3 separate regions of the Sus scrofa genome follow, and all the other regions are linked to region 3. The links are chromatin contacts, called in public HiChIP or PLAC-seq and promoter capture Hi-C maps. All regions are on one chromosome and are shown on one strand. Each heading gives the region's core, a stretch centred on a gene start, on an enhancer-like site or on the middle of the called end of the contact. The rest is flanking DNA. Distances are from core to core; before and after follow the strand shown.

Region 1 (4,547 bases), core at 1,285-3,784, 150 kb after region 3:
TCCTTGCTGCCATCTCCTGCAAGTGGCAATTAACAGATGCTTTTCCTCCCACCAGAACCAACATCCCGGGCAACAGGGTGACTGAAGGACAGGAGACGTGTCCCTACCTCCCTCCCTTCCCTGCCCGAGGCTCCGGTTTCCACCGCTTTGCCTTCCTGCTCTTCAAGCAGGATAAGCGAATCGACTTCTCTGGGGACACCCGGCCCTCACCCTGGTAATCTGCACCCCCACACCCCCAGTCTCCCTCCGGGCCTCGGGCCAGCTTCGCAGCAGCAGTGGGTCTTGCTCATTTCTCCTCTCTGCTAACTTGGGCCTGGAGGCGGGCAGTAGGCTGGTTGTGCTGGGCAGACCCTGGGGGGCTTCTGGCATCGCCTTTGGGCCAGAAGCAGGGGCGGGCTCTGCTGCCCCCTTCCCCTCTCTCATGCTTCCCACTTCCTCTAGCTACCAGCTTGCCCAGCGGACCTTCCACACTTTCGATTTCTACAAGAAGCACCAAGATGCCATGACTCCGGCTGGCCTGGCCTTCTTCCAATGCCGCTGGGATGACTCTGTCACCCGCGTCTTCCACCAGCTCCTGGGTAAGGGCGGGCTGAGTCGGGGAGGGGGGCTCTGAGCTCACAGACCTCTGACGGGCCAGAAGCGCCTGTCAGGAGAAGGCCACCAGCAGCCAGGCCACTCCTGGGGTGGGCTGGCTGGGTATCCCCACCTGGGCAGTCCCACCTAGGGGACAAAAGAGAGACTCCGGCCAGCAGCAGTCCACACACATGCCCTTCCACTCTTCTTGCAGACATGCGAGAGCCCGTCTTTGAGTTTGTGCGGCCGCCCCCTTATCACCCTAAGCAGAAGCGCTTCCCCCACCGGCAGCCCCTGCGCTACCTGGACCGGTACAGAGACAGTCACGAACCCACCTATGGCATCTACTGACAGGCCAGAGTGCCACCCACCTCAGAGAGTAGACTGGGCCTCTTGGGCCACCCTGTCAGGCTCTGCAGGCAGGAGCAATAGAGAAACGAGATACGGGCGCCACGGGGCCAGGCATTGGGGTTCCCAGCCCTGCCAGAGGCAGGCCCAGAACTTGGAGTGAAGAAGGCTGGGCGGGCTTGGTAGGGAGGTGTCCTGGAGGCTATGAATAAAGATTTTTGCTGTAGCAGGTCTGGGTCTGTATTTGTGGAGCTGTCAGAGCGCCCCCTGGTGGAATTCTTGCTTTATGGACCAGAAGGGGGGCTGCCTCCCACCCGCAGAGGTGACCCTTCAACTCTGCTTCCTGAGGGTGTCAGAGGCCCTGTGATCCAGGGGCTGAAGATGGGTATGGAGGAGAAGCAGGCAGTGGGCCCAGGCTTCTGGCCTCCAGGTGTTTTGAATAAGAAGCCTTGTCAGGTGGGGCAAAGGCAAGTGTGAGAGCTCTCTGGGCACACCCCCTGCTCGAGGCCCAAAGAGCCCCTGTGACCTTGCTGGCTGGCTAGAGGAATTTTCTCTCTAAAGGGCAAGACTGCCTAGTAGCTAGTCAAGAGGATCAGCGCACCTTTTCCAGAAAGAAAAACTTCACATATTATGACACAGGGGTCATAATATGATACTTGCTGCATGGCAGTGAGAGGAGTCCTGCCTCAAAATCAGGCCAGCTTGGCGCTCCCGTTTGATCCCTAACCTCGCTCGGTGGATTAAGGATCCAGTGTTGCCGTGAGCGGTGGTGTGGTTTGCTGATGTAGCTTGGATCCTGTGTTGCTGTGGCTGCAGTGTAGGCCAGCAGCTGCAGCTCTGATTCAACCCCTAGTCTGGGAGTTTGCATATGCTGCTGGTGCAGCTCTAAAAAGCAAAAACAAACGAACAAAAAAGTTCAAAAAAAAAAATCAGGCCAGCTCCGTTAGAAAGAAGGGAGAGTTAATCTCCCTCCAACTCGCCTTGGCCCAACACACGCTGCACCCCCAGGCCAGTGACTGACGCCTCCTGCTCAGCTGCAGGAGAACCGCCTCTGAAGAATCAGGTTCCAGGACAGCTTGGACCTGCAAACAAGGAACCCCCCAGCAGAGGGCTGACTCCTAGCAAGGTTTCCAAGTACAGTTGAAAAGGATTGCTTTGCATTTCCATTAAAGGGGCTAGGAGGAAACCACTGTTTTCTGCTGTCTCTTGGTAACCAGAAGAATTCCACCTCACTGTTTAAAAGAACCAAAATTAGGCATAACCTAGGGAAAGACGACATCCCAATCTGGCAAGTATCTGAAACTCAGCTCAAAGAAAAAGCACAGCCGAGCCCTAGGGTCAGGAGAGGGCATTAAGCGAGCACTCGTTGTTTGCCCCTAAAGCTCCTATTGCCGAGCACTCCCACGTGCTGGCCTGTCCCACGTAATCGCCAGAACACCTGGGAGATAGGTAACCTGCTGTATTATTTGTATTAGATTTTCAGCTGAGGCGCTCAGAAGAGGTTCCGTGGTGATCCTCAGCCACAAGGAGGCCCAGAGGCAGGACAGGTTTCCCAAGGCTCCAGTCGCCAGAGCCTGGGGCCGGATTCCCTGCACAGGAACTGTTGGACGAGGGTCTAGGGAAGCAGGATGGAGGTCCTAGGGTGGAGCTGGGGAGAGCTGGACCCCCACCTCCCAGCCTGGGGTGGCAGGCGGCAGGAAAGGGCGACTCGGCGCCCATAGGGGTCGAGCGCCAGAACGGGGGGCCGGCGCTGGCCGGCGCGGAAGTGCTGTCACCTTCCTCTCCCCGGCGCGACCGAGCCCCGCCCGCCCGCCGCTGCCGCCCGCCGTCCCTTTAAGAGGCCCGGCGCTGGGCCCGCGCGCCGCCGCCATGGCCGCGCAGCGGCTGGAGGACAGGCTGACCTGCGCCATCTGCCTGGGGCTCTACCAGGTACCCGTGACGCTGCTCTGCGGCCACAACTTCTGCAGGGGCTGCATCCAGGACTGGTGGGGCCGCCACGAGAAAGCGTGCCCCGAGTGCCGGGAGCCCTTTCCCGCCGGCGCCGAGCCGCGCCGCAACGTGGCTCTCAGCGGCGTGGTGGAGGAGCTGCGCGCCCGGCCCGCGCCCGGTCCCGGCCCCGGCCCCGACCCCGGCCCCGGCCCCGACTCCGACTCCGGCGCGCGCTGCCCCCGGCACGGGCGGCCGCTCGAGCTCTTCTGCCGCACCGAGGGCCTCTGCGTGTGCAGCGCGTGCACCGTGCGCGAGTGTCGCCTCCACGAGCGAGTGCTGCTGGACGCCGAGCGCCGGGAGCGCGAGGTGACGCGCCGGGGACCCCGCCCTGCTCTCTGCGCCCGGCCGGGGCGAGGGGGGGTGGGGTGCAGGGACAGCGTCTTATTCCCAGGCGAAAGGAGGCGGGAGTCAGAAAACAGACGCTTGGGATAGAGATTTCCGATCTGGTGACAAGTCCAGGTGAGGTTACAGGAGTGGCTGGGACGGAGGGGGTGGACGTGAGGAAGTCAAGGCGTCCAGAGCCGGAGTTTTGGAGGATCATCCCCTGGCCGCCGAGGGGGCAGGGAGTCAGGACAAGTGGTCGTTCGTGGGGCTGAAGACCGTGCCCTGCAGTCGCATGAAGGTTTGCAGCCGAGGCCAGCAGGTGGAGGAACAGCCACTACCCCCGAGGCAGGTGCCCTGCAGGAGCTAGAATTGGGCCAGAGGGAGAAGCGATTTTGAGGGGGTGAGAGGACTGATGCCCGCCCTTTGGGGAGGGGCAGGGTGAACCAGAAAGTCACCCTTTGGCTTCCTACTCTTAGCATGTTTTCTGGTGCTGGAGGTAGGGGGGCCTGGGCAGAGGCACAAGAATGGAATTTAGGAAGATCAGATCTGGTGACTTTGGCCAAATTATAAAATTCTCTAACCCATTCCTCATCCGTGAAGCGTGGATACTCTCAGTTCTTCAAAGTGGTGCTGGGATGAGAAAAAGCAAGACAGTTTCTTGACCAGATGCAGGGAACATAGTTCTCGCGAGTGGTCAGCCCTGCACTCCTGAGACTGCAGTGTTTGGATCCTCAGGGGACCAGACAGGCCACAATGAAATAGGGTGCCCTCTTCCTCCTCCCTTGTACATGCACCGCACTGCCACCTGCCAGACAGCTTTGGTGCTTTGGGTCTCCACCCCTTCCCTGCATTTATTTTCGGGGGGGGGGTGCGCTCCACCGGCGCCCCACTTGCTCTGGGTGGGGGAGGGGCTTTGTCCAGGCCTCCCTGGGACTCTGACTGAGGCGGATGCTCTGTGTGCTGGCCCCACCTGGGAGGGGGCGAGGGGGGGGGGATGTCCAGCCTCTGCAGGCGTTTGTTGACTGGCTGAGAAGGGACTTCACAATCCTGACCCCCTCTTGTCACTCACCCCCCACCCTGCCCCCCATGGGCACCACAGGCCCAGCTGAGAGCTACACTGGAGGTCACCCAGAAGCAGGCCACCAAGGCTGAGAGCCAACTACGGGAGCTGCAGCAGCGAAGCATCCAGGTCCAGGTACAAGGCCTGTCTGCTCCACCCCATCCTGTCCTCCAGCTCCGTCCTTCAGGCAGCTGCCAGCTGGTCCCTGAGTGTGAGCTACCTTGAAAATGCTTCCTGGAGTTCCCATCGTGGC
Region 2 (3,995 bases), core at 1,186-3,685, 200 kb after region 3:
GATCTGGCGTTGCCGTGAGCTGTGGTGTAGGTTGCAGACGAGGCTCAGATCCCGCATTGCTGTGGCTCTGGCGTAGGCCAGTGGCTATGGCTCCAATTCGACCCTAGCCTGGGAACCTCCATATGCCTCAAGTGTGGCCCTAAAAAGCAAAAATAATAATAATAATAATAAAATATGCACAGTAAACAAAACAGTACACAAGAGCATACAATACACAAGGAGTCGCCTGCCAACCTTAATTCCCAGAGCTGTGCCTCAATGGGATAATGCTAAAAAAACAATGTCTGGTGGATCTTTCCAAAATGTAATATCTAGACTTAGATGTGGAAGTATATGTATTCACCACTCTGTCCTGACAAACCTTAGCACTCTTTTTCGTTTGTTTTTTTAGGGTGGCACCCACAGCATATGGAGGTTCCTAGGCTAGGGGTCCAGTTGGAGCTACAGCTGCTGGCCTCCGCCAGAGCCATAGCATCCTACCCCGCAGCTCACAGCAACTTCAGATCCTTAACCACTGAGCGAGGCCAGGGATCGAACCTCATGGTTCCTAGTCGGATTCATTAACCACTGCGCCATGACGGGAACTCCGTTTAGCACTCTTTCCATATCAGCACAGAGAATTTGACCTCATTCTTTCTTTTTTGGCCCTACCCAGTGGCATGGAGAAGCTCCTGGGGCAAGGATCAAACCTGCACCACAGGGGAGTGCCCATCGTGGTTCAGTGGTTAAGGACTCCGTCTAGGAACCATGAGGTTGCAGGTTCCATCCCTGGCCTCGCTCACGGGTTCAGAATCTGGCGTTGCCGTGAGCTGTGAGGTAGGCCGGCTTCACCCCTAGCCTGGAACCTCCATGTGCCATGGGTGTGGCCCTAGGAAAAAAATAAAAGACAAACTTGTGGCACAGCAGTGACAATGTCTGATCCTCAGTCTGCTGCACCACCAGGGAACTCCTGACTTCATTCTTTCCACCACTGCTAAGATTGCATGTAGAGAAATTAACCTAACCTTTCAGGGCAGATTTTATCATGTCCATGATGCACTTCTTCCTTGCACGTATTCTGCAAGGTCCAACTTGGTTTTGCACAAGACCTCCAGGGGCTGGTCCCTGTTTCATAATATTTTCTAGTTTTTCATCCTTCACCTAGGGAATCTGACTCAAAAGGAAAATTAGGCAGGTGGATCCCACCGTGGGACACTATCTGTCAGGAAATCAGCTGTCTGCTTAAAATCCAACTCTGATCACTTAAGATTAAAGATGCACCAGCACTGCCAGGTGGGACACCCCCCTCCCACATTTCCCACAAAGATTCACCTCAGAGGTGGGGGAGTTTACACAACCACAGGGGCTCCCCCCCCGCCCCCCCCGAGGGGGTAGTAGTGCTGGGTCACGATGATCAGCCCTATTTTGTAAGCTCCCCGTCTTGCATTGTGCCCAGATCCATTCAGTTACTTGAATTCTGGTTTAAATCTTCTGGCCTGGAAAATGCTGGGGAGCCCAATTGCAAAGCCTGAACATTCTAGAGGGAGCAGCGCCACGCGAGGCCAGCTGTGGTGGAGGCGGCGGTGAGGTGTGGCCGCTGGACCCAGGTTCCTCTCCCAGCGCGGTGAGTCTCACCGCCCACCTCGGAGGGTGTGGCTTTGATTTCCTGGAAGAGAAGGCAGTTTTTCCGGATTCCCTTCTGCCAGTCAGCCAGCCCATCACATCCTGGAACAAAGACTGGGTCCTGCACTCATCTATATATCTCAGCGGTTACTTAAGTGGGTTGGGCTGCGGGGGAAGGAGGGACAAAGTCATGTAGAAAGCGTTCCCTAAACGTTTGTGGGGAGTCCCATCATGCCTCAGTGGTTGACAAGCCGAACTAGTGTCCATGAAGAGGCAGGTTCGATCCCCTGCCTCGCTCAGTGGTGGGGCTCTGTTGTTGCTGTGAGCTGTGGCGTAGGCCATCAGCTACAGCTCCACTTGGACCCCTAGCCTGGGAACCTCCATATGCCGCAGGTGCGGCCCTAAAAAATAAAAATAAGAAAATAAACATTCGTGGGCTGAAAGAAGGTGCCCCAGTAAACGGTCACCGCTGCACACAGCAGCCTTCACGTCCAGGGCCTTTATGACTAACTCCTCTGTGACTCGCGCAACTGTTTATTTCAGTCCTTTGGTCGACTGGGTGGAAGAGGGTGGGAAGTGCGCAAGCTGATGAGTTATGCAATTAGTGGAGTCAATCCACGCCTAGAGTCTGTGAGACTACAAGTTCCAGCATGCGTCCGTCCACTAGCCTAGGGAGAGGTCGAGGTGGGCGAGCAGTGCTTCTGGGAATTGTAGTCTCGAACTTGTTTGTGATGCAGGCGAAACTAGCGGGGAGGGGAGCGGGAGTAAACTATTAGCACGTGATGGCCGGATCAGGTGGTAGGGCCAACCTCCGCGCAAGAGCTGTGATTGGCTGACTCTAATACGAACGACGCCACTAGGGGCGGGGCCAAAGAAGGGCGCAAGCGCACTGCGTTTCGAGTCGAGTCTCGGGACCCTTTTCCGAGAGACCATGGCGCTCAACAAGAATCACTCGGAGGGCGGCGGAGTGATCGTCAACAACACCGAGAGGTGAAAACACTGCGCAAGGACCCTGGAGAACCGCAGGGCGGTTGTGGAGGGTGTAGGCGCTGGGCGGTCGACGGTGGGAAGTAAACCCGTGAAGACGGGACCTGACGGGGGGATGGGGGGTAACGGCTGGGGGCGGGGTGGAGGAAGGTGGGTGGGTCGTGAGGGAGCCGCCGGGGGTGTAGCGATCAGCTGTGGGTGAGGGTGGGGCGGCTGGACGGGGACCGGGTACGGAGAGACACATGGGGCCTGCGGGTAGTTCTTGAGCCCTTTTCCCAGAGTAGGTGACTTTAGAAATGGGGAGAGCCTTTGGCAAAAAATAATTACCATTTCGTGGGTATTTACTATGCTACTATGAGTCAGAGATGGCGCCTCTTTTACCTGCTTAAGTACATGAGCCCTGTTCGGCAGATGCTATTACTCTACGCATTTACATGCCGAGATAGTGAGGCACGGAGAGGTTAAGTAACTTGCCTGAAATCACAGAGCTGAAAGTACCAGGAGAGGAGTCTGATTCCAGAGTCAGTAGGCTTAACTGTCAGTATGTAGCCTTCCGGTATATTCCGGAACTGCTCAGTTTCCAGATAGGAAACCGAGGCCCAGAAGTGAAATTACGTAATTAATATTTGTCATATGTCGAAAACATTTTCTGTAAAGCTCTGTCTTTGCAGACAGACAGACAGGTTACTGATTTCCTGTTGGCTTGGATCACTCCCAGAGAGAGGTCTTCCACATCAAGGTTCTTCCTATCCATCCGCAGTCAGTTTTCTCTCTCCTTGGACGGCATTGAGAATGAGACCAGCCAGCTCTGGTTGAGCTAGGCTGACCCTAAAGCGCCTCTTGAAGGAGCAGAGGAATCTGAGCCCCCAGACGAGGTTTGGTGGGACCAGAGCCTATAGCTGGCTAAGGCAGTACCCAACCCAGAGCTGTCGCCTTGGAAAGCTTGATGAGTCAGAGGAGGTTCCTAGGGAGCCCCAGACCTCAGAATACTGACTTTTCCTCCATCTCACCTGCCCAGGGTCTGCCAGGTCCGACTCTTCCTGGCAATGACCTCTTTTCTCTGAGCTCTGCTGCTCTTTTCTGGTTCCAGTCCTTTTCCCCACTCACCTCTCCCCTGTGAAGGAAGCTGTGTCATCTGGGAGGGGAACGAAGACACACGGAGCCGTATGAACTTGAACCTCATTGTCTTGAAATCAGAGAAACCGCACATTGCTCCTGGTGTGTAGCCTCTCTGTGTGTGAGCCAGTCCCAGGCCTGGACAAACCCTTTTCATGCTCCTTGGGAACCTATCCCGGGACTGTTTCTTTCCCTCTCAGTGACACTTTTCTGGGACAATGTATTTATCCCGCTGGGCCTCCTCCCTGGCATAGGACTCAGTGCTGCTAAATAATGGTGTGCCTTGTTTT
Region 3 (3,993 bases), core at 1,278-3,777:
TTAACCCACTGAGCGAGGCCAGGGATTGAACCCACATTCTCATGGATCCTAGTCTGGTTTGTTAACTGCTGAGCCACGACAGGAACTCCCTGACTTACTCTTTTTAAAGAAAGCATTATTGGGGTTCCTCTCATGGCTCAGTAGTTAATGAACACAGCTAGTAATCAAGAGGTTGCGGGTTTGATCCCTGGCCTCGATCAGTGGGCTAAGGGTCGGGCATTGCCATGAGCTGTGGTGTAGGTCATAGAGGTGGCTCATATCCCGCATTGCTGTGGCTGTGGTGTAGGCAGGTGGCTACATCTCTGATTCAACCCCTAGCCTGGGAAGCCTCCATATGCCATGGGTGTGGCCCTTAAAAAAAAAAAAAGATGAAAAAAGAGCATTATTAAAATGTAATTCACGGAGTTCCTGTCGTGGCTCAGAGGCTAACGAATCCGACTAGGAACCATGAGGTTGTGGGTTTGATCCCTGGCCTTGCTCAGTGGGTTAAGGATCGGGTGTTGCCATGAGATGTGGTGTAGGTTGAAGATGTGGCTCGGGTCTGGCGTTACTGTGGCTCTGGCATCGGTGGGTGGCTACAGCTCCAATTTGACCCCTAGCCTGGGAACCTCCATATGCCTCGGGTGTGGCCCTAGAAAATGCAAAAAGACAAAAAAAATTATATATATATATATAATTCACATAGTGTAAAATTTACCTATACAAAGTGTTCATTTGGTTTTTAGTATACTCATAGCCAACACCATAATCAATTTTAGTTAGTTTTTGGCCATGCCTGTGGCACGCAAAGTTCTTGGGTCAGCTGTGGAGCCCAGGTCACAGCAGTGACCAGAGCCACAGTAGTGACAACACCAGATCCCTAATTCACCAGGCCATCACGGAAGTTCGCCACAATTAGGGCATTTTTGTTCCTGCCGAAAGAAACCCACCTCCCACCCCTAACCCTAGGCAACCACTCTGTCTCTATAGACTGGCCTATTCTGGACACTGTATATAAGTGGAAGCAAACAATATGTGACCTTTATCTGTGGCCTCTTTCTTTTCTTTTCTTTGGCCATGCCCAGGGCATGTGGAATTTCCTAGGCCGGGGATCTAACCCTTGGCACAGCAGCAACCTGAGCCACTGCAGGGACAAATCCAGGTCCTTAGCCTGCTGAATGCAAGGGAACTCCATGGCTTTTCTCATTTAGTATAATGTTTTAGAGATTCACCACATGCAGCATGTATTAGTACTTTACTCCTTTCTTTTTTTTTTTTTTTTTTTTTTTGTCTTTTTGTCTTTTGTTGTTGCTATTTCTTGGGCCGCTCCTGCGGCATATGGAGGTTCCCAGGCTAGGGGTTGAATCTGAGCTGTAGCCACCGGCCTACGCCAGAGCCACAGCAACGCGGGATCCGAGCCGCGTCTGCAACCTACACCACAGCTCACGGCAACGCCGGATCGTTAACCCACTGAGCAAGGGCAGGGACCGAACCCGCAACCTCATGGTTCCTAGTCGGATTCGTTAACCACTGCACCACGACGGGAACTCCCCTTTACTCCTTTCTATGGCCAAGTAAGATTCCATTGTATGACGTGCCATTCTATTTATCCCTACATTTGTTGATGGACATTTATTTATTTATTTTTGTCTTTTTAGGGCCGCACCCGTGGCACATGGAGGTTCCCAGGCTAGGGCCTACACCACAGCCACAGCTAGGCTAGATCTGAGCTGTGTCTGTGAACTATACCACAGCTCATGGCAACGGCGCATCCTTAACCCACTGAGCAAGGCCAGGGATCAAACTGGCAACAACTATTCTACTTCCTATGAATTTAACTACATTATAGATACCTCACATAAATAGAATATTACCCTTTTTTGTAACCGGCTTAGTTAGCACAATATTTTCAAGCTTCAAACGTGTTGTAGCACGTGTAGAATTTCCTTCCTTTTTAAGGCTGAATTAGTATTCCATTGTACAGATAGAAGACATTTTGTTTATCCCTTGAGTGTCACTGGGTTGCTTCCAGGGAAGGGTACAGCTCCCCATTTGCTTGAGAAAGCTCCTGCATTGTGGTCAGCTCCAGAGGAAGGCGCAGACAGAGGCGGTTCCCTCTCGGGAGGAGTACTGAGGAGTAGTTAGTGCGGAAGGGTGGGAACCCCATCTCCCAAGTGCCCGGGGAGGGAGACACTCCAGAAATCAAATGTCTTAGCCAACTGCCTTCCTTTGTGCGCAGAACGGGAGCCGGATCCCCCATGCAGGGATGTAGGAATTGGGAGGCCATCCCTCGGTCCTCCCTCCACCCTTGGTGGACGGGAAATGGGATGGTCACCAGAAGACGTCAGAAGCTACGGCCTGCCTGCGCCTCCGGACCCAGCAGCCTAGCCCGCCGCCAATGGAGCATGGGAATCGGAGCCCATGCGCAGGCGCACTCCAACAAGTGGCCGCTGCCTGAGGGCAGGACGGGCGGCGGCGGAGTCCGCCGCTATCCCATCAGCCCGTCCGCGCCTGTCCCGCTCTCTCCTTCCCGGGTCGTCCCGCCTCCTCTATCCCAGCCTGCTCTGCGGCGCGGGGGCAAGATGGCTGCTGAGAAACAGGTTCCTGGAGGCGGAGGCGGCAGCAGCGGCGGCGGCGGTGGTGGCAGTAGCGGTGGTGGACGCGGTGCCGGAGGAGAGGAAAATAAGGAAAATGAACGGCCTTCAGCCGGGTCGAAGGCAAACAAAGAATTCGGGGATAGCCTGAGTTTGGAGAGTATCCTACAGTAATTGGGCCTAACTCGTAATGACTACGTGTCGTTCTGGCGGGTCGGGGGCGGGAGATGCGGCGGGTCCCGGCGCACCCTGGGCAGGAGAGGCCGAGGGCTGTAGTTACTCTCGCCCCTATTTTTTTGACACCTAGGGTTCTAGGGTCTGTGTTTCGACTGGCTTTTTCTCGCATCTCCTTTGCCTTCTAGTCTGGGGAATTTCCTCTTCTTTCAGGTGGCACTGGAATCTTGAGCAGTTTTCTGCAGTTTTCCTGCAGTTGTCCAGGTGGAGGACTGGTGACAGGGCTGACACTGTGGCCACCCTGGTGAACTACTGGCTTGGCACCTTGGGTCACTGCGCTGGGCAGAGGAAACTGCAGTCTTGGCCTTTTTGTCTTAATGCTTCTGTCTGACAACCGTCGGAGAGTGGATAATGAAAGTTACAGTTTGATGCTCTGGAAGTGGAAGCAAAGGCTGACTGTTCTGAGGAAAAGCGTATTGCCCATTTTGAATATAAATCATCGTAGATTTCTAGCAGTACTTGGATAGCTTTCTTGATAGGTCTGTAGGCGTTTTATCTTGGTGAGAGTCATTGAGATGAGCTGGAGGAATTGGTTTCTGGTTTTATCAGAGTGTGTCACAATTAAGTGCTTATGCGTCTGATTTGTGGCTTTTTGAAGTGGATAAATGGTTAAGAAATTGTAGGTGAATTTCTGAAATTACACATATGGCTTGACATCTTTTGGGGAATTGGAGTTTTGCTTTTTGAACTGGTAGTATATACTTCAGTTAGAATGCCTTGATTTTGCTGCAAACCTTCTATCTCCTTGTCACATCAGTGACTGAAAATAGTCCTTTTATTGTTCAGTACTTGAAAATACACCTATAGAGAAGCATCGAGGAGACTTTGAAATGAAACTAAAATTGTAGGCAAAGGTCATTGGATTTCCTAAGTTTGGGACATAAAGTAATTTCAGATTTTTTAAAAGGAAAGTTTGGTCAGGGCTTTTTCTTTTAAAAGGAAAATCTAGTATTCAATGCATACCGTGGCCTCCTTTGGTTGGCCTGTGCTCAGCATGGCCACAGGCAGTGTCGCAGCTGCTAAGGAAAGTCAGATTTGGCAGGTGTGGGACATTATGCAAATAGAGGTATAGTCCGTGTCATTTATAACCTGAATCAGCTTGAATGAGTAAAATCCTGGGTCCAGGTGTAAAACATTGGGAACCACCCCGATGCAGTCAGTATTTAGAATCCAGCAACTATTAAGT

What was found. Promoter capture Hi-C pulls out the DNA fragments that hold promoters and counts their contacts. HiChIP or PLAC-seq counts read pairs in DNA pulled down with a chosen protein or histone mark.
Region 1: a contact with region 3 is called in a promoter capture Hi-C map of fetal liver, with 2.4 times the contacts expected there. The contact joins the promoter of TRIM65 here to the promoter of SRP68 in region 3. A contact is called at or near these places in 4 of 5 promoter capture datasets (fetal liver, liver and skeletal muscle), 2 of 47 Hi-C or Micro-C datasets (liver and retroperitoneal adipose tissue) and 1 of 2 datasets of contacts at active chromatin or transcription factors (alveolar macrophages).
Region 2: a contact with region 3 is called in an H3K27ac HiChIP or PLAC-seq map of alveolar macrophages. The contact joins the promoter of WBP2 here to the promoter of SRP68 in region 3. A contact is called at or near these places in 1 of 5 promoter capture datasets (fetal skeletal muscle) and 1 of 2 datasets of contacts at active chromatin or transcription factors (alveolar macrophages).

What each region holds. Positions count from the first base shown.
Region 1 is chr12:5,520,522-5,525,068 of Sscrofa11.1, forward strand. It overlaps TRIM65 (tripartite motif-containing protein 65), which reads left to right and starts at 2,535. Exons shown (of 6, transcript XM_003131202.4): 1 at 2,535-3,216; 2 at 4,334-4,429. The coding sequence starts at 2,791. It overlaps MRPL38 (39S ribosomal protein L38, mitochondrial), which reads left to right. Exons shown (of 9, transcript XM_003131188.4): 7 at 56-214; 8 at 442-578; 9 at 788-1,150. The coding sequence ends at 924.
Region 2 is chr12:5,562,677-5,566,671 of Sscrofa11.1, forward strand. It overlaps WBP2 (WW domain-binding protein 2), which reads left to right and starts at 2,436. Exons shown (of 9, transcript XM_003131191.5): 1 at 2,436-2,592. The coding sequence starts at 2,534.
Region 3 is chr12:5,365,827-5,369,819 of Sscrofa11.1, forward strand. It overlaps SRP68 (signal recognition particle subunit SRP68), which reads left to right and starts at 2,528. Exons shown (of 16, transcript XM_005653867.3): 1 at 2,528-2,733. The coding sequence starts at 2,562.